2 separate regions of the Mus musculus genome follow, and region 2 is linked to region 1. The links are chromatin contacts, called in public promoter capture Hi-C maps. All regions are on one chromosome and are shown on one strand. The core of a region is the stretch at or near the end of the contact, and the rest is flanking DNA. Distances in the headings are between cores, read along the strand shown. Region 1 holds the start of Klhl20 (kelch-like 20). Region 2 holds the start of Dnm3 (dynamin 3).

Region 1 (4,391 bases), core at 596-3,095:
TTGTTGATCTCATTCTGGTGACTGGAACGTCCAAACAACATCATGTTGAAGAACCACACCCCATCCTTTTAATACATTATAATAATCACAATGGCAAAAAAGGAGATGGCTACATGCATAAGGTACCAATTACTGGGGACAAAGAACACCAAGGAATATCTTAAGTGCTGCCAACCATATTTTCCCTGATCACTGAGACCAGATATGGATTCCCTGCTACATATTTTCTTAATGCAAATCCTGTACATCACTTTCAGATATACTGATATTGTAATTAAGCAACCACACAACTTGTGTTTTAATTTTATAATGTCTATTTCCTCAGAAATGAAGATTTGACAAAACCAAGAGTCTCATGGGTCTTGTTTACAACTAAGCCTTGGATTCTATGTCCTTTAAACATGACAAATAGGACACTATTTCTCATCAAATGTCTAAAAGTTAAGCTCATTGGCCCCCAGAGTATTGTTTATTGCCCCAGACTCACACATTATAAAACCAGTTCTAAGTATATTTTCAACTAGAAATTTAGGATCCCTAAGAGGACGCCTATGGGATTGTAGGAGTTCTATAATAATTGGAAATGCCAGTTTTTTCATATGTTTATTTTTATGTATACTTTGTTAATTGGCATAAATATGAAGAGCTGATTCACACTGAACTCCTCCCCTTTAAAAAGAAACAGAGTAGTTGAAGCACAAGCCAGCTTACAGTGGGTAGTAGGTTAAGAAGGAATCAATGGGTTAAGAATAGGAAATATTACTTTCACCCTGGCTTAAAAGCCCATTTTAGTTACTAGCATTCCTTAATGTTTTTATAACTCCCTTGCTATAGAACTGTATAGCTATAAAGAATTAAAATCATGACTCATATTTTGGAAGAATCTGAGTCACTTTGAAGATGACTTTTAGACAATCTACACAAAAGAAACCTGAGAGGTGCACATATAAGATGCCATTTCAATGGATCAGAAAAATGTACATCTAAACTATTTTATACCCATCAGATTGGCAAAAAATTAAAGTTGAAAGTACCAATAATATGGACCAACGAGAATCCTTGAACCTTTCTGGAGGAAGATATAATATAATTGTGGCCAGAATCTAGAACCATTGTACACGGCATCAAGTTGTGGCTCTAACCCTTACAGGCTATGCTCCGTAGATACCCTTACCCTTTTGTAAGTTACATAACGCTTTGGTACCGACTGGAATGGCACTATCTGAAACATAATGCTACCACCATTTGGAAAAATGGTAATAAATCCTTCAATAAGAGAGATACTAGAACTGATAAACTAATACACAATGTTATATGCTAAGTATTTGATAATAAATGGGGTATCCATAGCTGTTACTAGTACATATATTATTTACTTATATATCACTGGTACATATGAAGAAAAAACTTGGCCAAATGACAAAGTGTATCATAGAACTAGAATTAGAAGTTGAATTTAAAGACCAATCATTCCCACTACAAGTTTATTAATATGAGGTATATTTCCTATCAAAAACAACTGCACAGAGTCTATAGATGTCAAATAAAGTTCAGCTAAAGAAATTTTGGTTAATAATAGCCTTGTATAGTTTTCAATACATCAGCAACAGACTTTTAGTTATATACTCAAAAATGAAACCCTCACCTCATACATATTTTATTTGGTTGCTCTCTAAGTATATTGTAAAAGTCAGATCGACTAATGGTACCAGTCCTGGGAAACGCTCAGCGAAAGGCACAGCTACTTCCGGAGCCATGACGGAACTACTTGCCCGAACACGTGCAGTTCCGTGGGAAGGATTTAGCCATCGGACCGCTTCCTGTTTCTGGATCTGGGCGGGTGCAGGGAAAGGAAATCGCTGCAGGAGCCGCATCCTGCCTGCGCTAGCGGCTCCAGAGGTGGAGGCAGAGAGGGCGGAGAAGGCAGAGAGGGTGCCGCAGAGAGAAAAGTGTCAAAGCCAGTAAGTCAGAGCTCTAGAGCACGGGATGGAGAACAGAGCCCTAGGTCTCGCTTTGCAGATCTATGAGCTCAACTTGCCGAACTGCCCGGCGGGGTCAGGGCAGTGCTTTCTAGGCTGCCTGTCAGTCGTGCCTCTAAGGGACGGTAGGGTTCCTCGGTCGGGCCTTTCAGGGCTCCAGGCTGCGCTGCTGCTGGCTGCCCGAGGTGTCTTGAAGCCAGGGCAAGGCTGTGCAATGCTTGCTGGGGACGCAGGACTCCGCATCCTGGACAGCTTCACTTGGAATTCTAAGGGAGCGAGCACTCTGCCTCCCATTTTCTCTCTGGAAGCCAGCAAGATCCTGGCGGTGAACAATATTTCGGCGACTAAGACGAGAGCTTGGGAGAGTTGTAGTCTAGAACTACTTTCCCTGCCCTTGTTCAAGCTGCCCGGGCTGGGCTGGTCGGAAGTGGAGTTGTTTTTAAAGGCAACCGCCTCCGGCCTGCTTGTCACTTCAGAATAAGTTAACAACCTTCGGATTCAGTGCTAAAACAATGCTTTTCCTATCCGAGTCACTAAATTAGTACTGCTGCTGGTATCAAGTGATTACTCTGCAAATATACTTGATGGTGAAGTTAAAAAATCAAAAAACTCCCCAGGTGCTTCTTGAGCAGAAAACACCAACTAGCGATCATGACTATTTTGATCCTGACTGCTTTCCCAGTCACCCTCACATTCACATATAATCTGTCACCTTAGCATCTTTAGTTAGTGATAGTCCTCTTAAAGGCATTACATTATGATTGCGCATCTACGCAAAGATTACATTAGGATGTAAGATTCCTGATTACAGACGAAATGAGTGAAGTGATTATACAAGTTGCTGGAGAACTCGAACAGTTTTTAGTAAGCTACTACTTCTCTCTTGTTGAAGGTACGGCTTTAGAACACGGTGAAGGATACTTTTCATGGTGCAGGGAAGGAAAGCCAATGCGCAGGTAAGCCTTTTTAAGAATATGAAACATTGATTTCAGTGATTGAAATTAAGCTTCTACTAACAGTGCATCGTTTACGATTATTTATTCACAAACCTTAACAAATCCTGCTTGGAATTAATCGTTCTTGTTTCAAGTAAATCGAAACTAGTAATGTCAGAAAATAGCAACTTCGTTTATTTGGTTGTGTTGTTTTGTGTTGTCTAGGGATTTTTGGGTTTCTTTGCTCGTTTGTTTGCTTTGAAACAAGAACTATTATGCAGTCCTAGCTGTCTTGGAACGTGCTATGTAGACCAAACTGCCCTCAAAATCCGAGATCCACCTGCCAGTATCTCCCAAGTGCTGAATTAAAAGGTGTGCACCACCATACCCTACTACAGCTTTATATTTTATATGTAGGAGTTAGATTTCTAAAGAGTTTGGATTTTCTGGTTCTTAATATTTAAATCTGCCTTTTTGCATAGTAGTTTTTTGTTATCCATAATCATTAAGTGTGAAATTTTGTGAGCTTACTATAAATGTAATACCCTGTACAATATAGAGGAGTCTGTTGCCAAGGAAAAGTAGTATTTGTAAGATGCTGTACTGCATTCCCAGTTATGGTTTGATTATTTTACTGGGGTTCATCAATATGCTTACTAAAATAGCTGCATTACAGTAAAGCTTAAAGACTAAAATAGATGTAGAAAAATAGAAAAGTATGTAGTGCCAGTCTGCCTTCCTCCAGAATTTACTAATGCCTTTTCTCAATCTGTCTTAAGAAATTGTACTAGAATCTTTATTGAAACAAGTCAGTTGTATTTATTCATTGTTTAGACTTGTATTATGGTTACAAACTTATTTTGTCACATGTCACTTAACATCAAAGATAAACAACACAGAGACCCTCATAGAAAAGAGGCATCCCATCATAATAAGGACAGGACTTAGGACTAGGAGGAAGGCTGGACGTGGCCTTGCAAACCTGTAAATCCCAGCACCTTACAGGCAGCGGCAGCAAGATCTCAAGATGAAGTTCAAGTAAAGAGTGAGAATCGATGTCCTTTTCAGATTTGTTATTGATACATCAAGTGGCTTTGAACTGTTGTGCTTTCTCTTGTCCTGTTCACTTTGCTGCTGTGTGTGCCCATGATACAGCATTAGGAAGTACTCATGACCCTATAGTAAGAAAATATTAGATTTTAACATACTAGAAGAAACTAACCACACATATATTAAGTGCTTCACCACTTCTTTTTCTAGCATGATTATAAAAACCACCAGTTTTTGTCTCATCCTCGGTCGCCATAAATGTAAATAAATCTTATGTAATTGCTAAAATAATAACTTAATATTTTTAAATTAAATTTTATTTTTAAAAAAGTTTTGTATAATATAGTTTGACCTCTCTATTGTACAGGGTATTACATTTATAGTAAGCTCACAAAATTTCACACTTAATGATTATGGGTAACAAAAA
Region 2 (4,699 bases), core at 198-2,697, 1.3 Mb before region 1:
GCTCTTTCAAACTAGAGTTCCACCATTATGACTTTATTTAACCATAATCATTTCTTTATATCAAATACATTGACCTTGGAAGGATCTAGAATCACCATGGAAACAAACCTCTGGGCGTGTCTTTAGCTAGGTTAGTTAAGGTGGGACTACTCCACGTGTTGGGATTTCTGAGATTTCTGACTGCCTAGGAAGGACAAAGGTAGCTGATGATCAGCATCCGTTTAACTCTGCCTTCTGACTATAGATGCAATATGACCAGCCTCCACCCTCTTCTGCCACAGACGTCCCTGCCACCAGCTCCTCAGGGTCAGTGCGTAGAGGTTGCTGCAATAGTGGTCCAAAGTTTCCATCCCAAACCGGCAGCAAAGCATGGCTCTGTACTCCATGTGGTACTGGTTTTGCAGGCATGAAAAGTGAAAGACTGACTCAGCTATCATATAGCATATCCAGAGAGCCACCGAGCCTAGGAAACGTGGGGCAGGCTCAGACTTGGTTCACTGTTGTCCTAGAAGGGCAATAGTGCAATGGTGATGCCTAAGTGACAGTGAAGACCCCAGGGTGCTAGAGATGCAACACATTTTCCTATGTAGTCTCTAGTCTTTAGGTTACTTAAAGCCATTGGGCAATCATCAGATGGAAGATGTGCAGGACAAGTAAATATTGCGCACTAAATCCTGAGAGGTATCAGTATTCAAAATGCACAGGAAACAGGACCACGATAAGGAGGTGAAGAACCATGGCCATTTATCTTCGTGTCTCCATCTCCGGGCACAGACTCTTCTCAGTGTGCTAAATTTAACGGATCGAGTGCAGACTGCGTGGTTACAATGGACTCAACAGCCAATCTCTTTGTCCTGACCAGGAGCTAAAAGGACAGTTAGCTCAGGCAAGGAATTCTAAAAGCCAGAATGAGTATGGTAGGAGTAGGGAACAGAAAGGTTCAAGGAACTACACTTTAGCTTACAGAAGGTAGAGTAGGACAGGCTGGTAATGATGAGTACTTCAATAAGGTCAGGTAACCCAGTTTTCTAATGGGGATTGACTCTAAAAGGCCAGTTTATCTCTGCATCCCACAGCAATCTGGGGTTTTGGAGTAGGGGGTGAAATGTGAGATTTCCTTTTGGGAAATGTATTCTGGTGCGTACAGTGGTGGTGGTGCATGGTGAAGCTGATGTCAACGTGCTGTTAGCTGATGGTAGATGGTAGTGCTTTCCTCTAGGCTTCGTCTGTGTGGTTTAGCTCCTTCAAAAGGAACAACAATTCCTGTTGGGTGTGATTTTAGGCTTTTCCTTGACCAAGTGCAGTACTCTGCCCTTTAGCCTGGGCAGTGGCATCTGACTGAAGCTGGGAGGCAGTCCAACCGTAGGCCAGTAGGATTGGAAACTCTAGGGAGAAGCAGGGCGAGAGGCGTGGTGTGGGCGTGACCGTCTCAGGACCAGGCCACGCCTCCTTCGCCTCTCTGGGCTGCGCAAGCGCGTCGTGGGCTGTGAGCTGTCAGGATCCTAGCAGTGGGAGGCAGGGATCGGACATCGGTGCAGGGACTCCGCCGTGTGAGCCCCGCACAGCGACAACCGGGACAAGTGCTTCGAGGCCTGGGCTGCCTGCCAGGTCACACAGTCGAACAGGGACCTGTGGGGCAGTTGGCCGCACAGGCAAGATGGGGAACCGGGAGATGGAAGAGCTGATCCCTCTGGTGAACCGTCTGCAGGACGCTTTCTCGGCTCTGGGACAGAGCTGTCTGCTAGAGCTGCCACAGATCGCCGTGGTGGGCGGCCAGAGCGCCGGCAAGAGCTCAGTGCTCGAGAATTTCGTGGGCAGGTGAGCGCACCGGGAGCGCGGTGGGGGCGCGTCCGTGGGGGTGGGGGGAGCCCCGTGCTTCAGGCCGTTGGAACATGGAACGGTGTGGGGAGCCCCGAGGGTGGACTAGAGGCTGCAGCGGATTGGAGGCAGAGCACTAGTGTTTCTAGAGCGGGCGGGGTCCTCCTTGCTCTGAGCATCCTTCGCCCCAGCATTCTCTACCCGGTGGTGACCCCCTGTCTGCCTTTCATCCTGCCATACAAAGCCATTTCCTCCCCACCCTCGGTGGGGGAGTCGGGGTACGCCCTGGGATCCACTTCCCTCGCTGGCTTGGTGCGCGCCAGCCCCTGGCAGCCTGGAAGCGCAGCCTGGTGCTTTCCAGTCGCCAGTTCTCTTTCTCAACACCCCTCTCCTTTCCCTGTCACTCTCCTGGAAGCTCTCAGCCGGGATGTACCCCTCCTTCTTCGTCCACACCCCCCTCTCCCCCACCCCACCCCCCCGCCGCCCCGGCCCCCCATCCCCTGTCCCTGACTCTCATCTCAGCTGTTTACTGTTTGAAACAGTCATCGCCTGCCCGAGCAGGGGAGGCGGGGTGTGTGAACCCCGAAATCCCTGTGGTGAAGGCTTACACTGTTTGAAACAGTCATCGCCTGCCCGAGCAGGGGAGGCGGGGTGTGTGAACCCCGAAATCCCTGTGGTGAAGGCTTACACTGTTTGAAACAGTCATCGCCTGCCCCGAGCAGGGGAGGCGGGGTGTGTGAACCCCGAAATCCCTGTGGTGAAGGCTTACGGGGAGATGCTTGCCTACCATTCGCCTTGGGAGCTGAAGAATAAACGGTGGTGTGTTTATGAGTGTGCACCCATTCACTGCTCAGGCATGACTGAAAACCCGAGACCTCCAGGGATGACCGTGGACTTGCGATGTTCAGGTGCCTTGTCATTCCTGCACCATCTCAGAACTGACCAGCATCTCTCTTGCACTCTTTCTATGCCATGCGCCGCCTCCCCCCTCCCGCCCCCCACCAATCCTCTTGCATTCCTTAAGCTCTTGTTTATCCAGCGGGTCTTCAAGATAACATCCAGAATTCAAATTGTAGTTATAGCTTCATGTCTCACAATTTTAAACAACAACAAAGAGTTGTTATTGTTTTGAGTCAGAAATCAACGTTTTTTCCAGCAAACAATTCAGGAAGGATTGAGTTACCTTAATGGCCTTGTGTGAGGAGTGCATCCTGAAGGCTGGAATCTGTTTCCCAGTAGTAAACCAGGTAGAAGGTGCAGCAATGAAAACGGTGGGCTGGATGGGGCAATCTGAGATTACACTTTGTTCTTTTATTTGGCTGGTGAGCGGCTTGTGATGCAGAGGGTTCCTGCTGTGGTTCTCCATCTCCTTCTTCCTTTTTGTTATTGCTTGGCAATGTGTAAACTGTACTGCTGACTACTCCCACATTTTTGGGTGTGAGTGTTGCGAAGTGCGTTTCCCTTTTTCTCGAATGATGCTCCATCTCTCAGGAGATACTCTTCGTTTTTCTTGCTTCAATGTGAACTAGAAAGATAAGACCGTGTAATTGCTCGCAGTTGACAGCTACCCTTTCGTAGTTAGTTCCCTGGATCATTTCTCCTTGGTTTTATAATTAATTTTTGCTCAATAAAAAAAAAAAAAAAGCAATAGCAAAGCATTTTGCCTACGTCATCTCAGACCTCTGGTCCAAGGCAAGAAGTTATTTAATGATACTCATTTTTAAGGATTAAAATCATATTTCAAACGCAACAGCCATGTTCTTATGCATCTTCCTTATAATTTCCTTGGAACGGCTTATATTTAAGCATATTTTGCTCGGTGCCTTTGATTTCAATGCAAAGTGTATGCACATATCTCAGTTCTGCCATCCAGGCTGGCAAATCAGAACAGTCTTCCTAGTGGTATAATGAAGATGTCTACATTTCCCCTCATTAGCTGCATTCTTCTATAATGAGGATAAAACAGAGGCACAGGAGAGTAACATATTTAATTCTGAGCATTCTTCCATAATAAAATGAAAAATGGGGACTGTAAAAATCAGAGCACTTATCAGAATGTGTTAAACATTTTCCCTACTTTATAAAGTTTTACCAGTAGTGACTGTAAGGCTGATAAGAAGATAATAAACATAGAATATGCTCATTTAGTAAATATATAAAACCTTTCCTAGCTGCAGAGTAGCCCTGTCTAGCGCAATTTATATATTAAGGAGAAAACTTAATTAGAAGGTCATTTGACTTTAATAAAGATTTTGGTCATTGAATGATTGAGGAATCTAATTTCTAATTATAACTCAACCTTAGGGGAGGGAAAAGGAAAAAAAAAAAAACCCTTCATTTTCAGAAGTGAATCAGCCCAGGTTGAAAAAGAAAAGGTTTTCATGTTTCAGTGGAATCTTTTAACTTTTATTAAGCAGGAGCTTCATAACGAATATAAAGTTCTTTAAGAGGCAGTCTTTCTCCTCTGCTCATAGCTGTTCTCACTGCAATGCTTGACCAATTGTGCAGTGACCGAGTACAGACCAGCACCAGGATCTTCACTTGGGTAAACTGTTTGCTTCTGAATTAAGCTTGTTCTCTTCAAAATACTCTCGTGTTTATTGACTGTTTGTTTACCACTTAACAATCCACCTTTAGTGGCTGACCATATCTTTCCATCAAAAATAGTGTGCTTATACTGTTTTTCTTTTAAAAATACCATTGAATGTATCCGGTTGTGGATGTATTTGTTTAGCTGTATCTGTAAGACCAATTGTCGGGTGACAAGTTTGTTATGAATAAAATGTGTCATGAATGAGCTACTTGTTTGTGATTTTCTTGCTGAAGCAACGGATTTGCATATTAATGTGATATAGAGTGAGTAGCTAGATTGTTGTGATTG

Evidence for each region. Promoter capture Hi-C pulls out the DNA fragments that hold promoters and counts their contacts.
Region 2: a contact with region 1 is called in a promoter capture Hi-C map of hippocampal neurons, with 5 times the contacts expected there. The contact joins the promoter of Dnm3 here to the promoter of Klhl20 in region 1. A contact is called at or near these places in 2 of 39 promoter capture datasets (hippocampal neurons and liver).

Annotation. Positions count from the first base shown.
Region 1 is chr1:161,128,933-161,133,323 of GRCm38.p6, reverse strand. It overlaps Klhl20 (kelch-like 20), which reads left to right and starts at 1,845. Exons shown (of 12, transcript NM_001039482.1): 1 at 1,845-1,961; 2 at 2,872-2,935. The coding sequence starts at 2,928.
Region 2 is chr1:162,474,782-162,479,480 of GRCm38.p6, reverse strand. It overlaps Dnm3 (dynamin 3), which reads left to right and starts at 1,447. Exons shown (of 21, transcript NM_001038619.2): 1 at 1,447-1,818. The coding sequence starts at 1,658. Gm31985 (a long non-coding RNA gene) reads right to left here and starts at 2,815. Exons shown (of 3, transcript XR_373653.3): 1 at 2,606-2,815.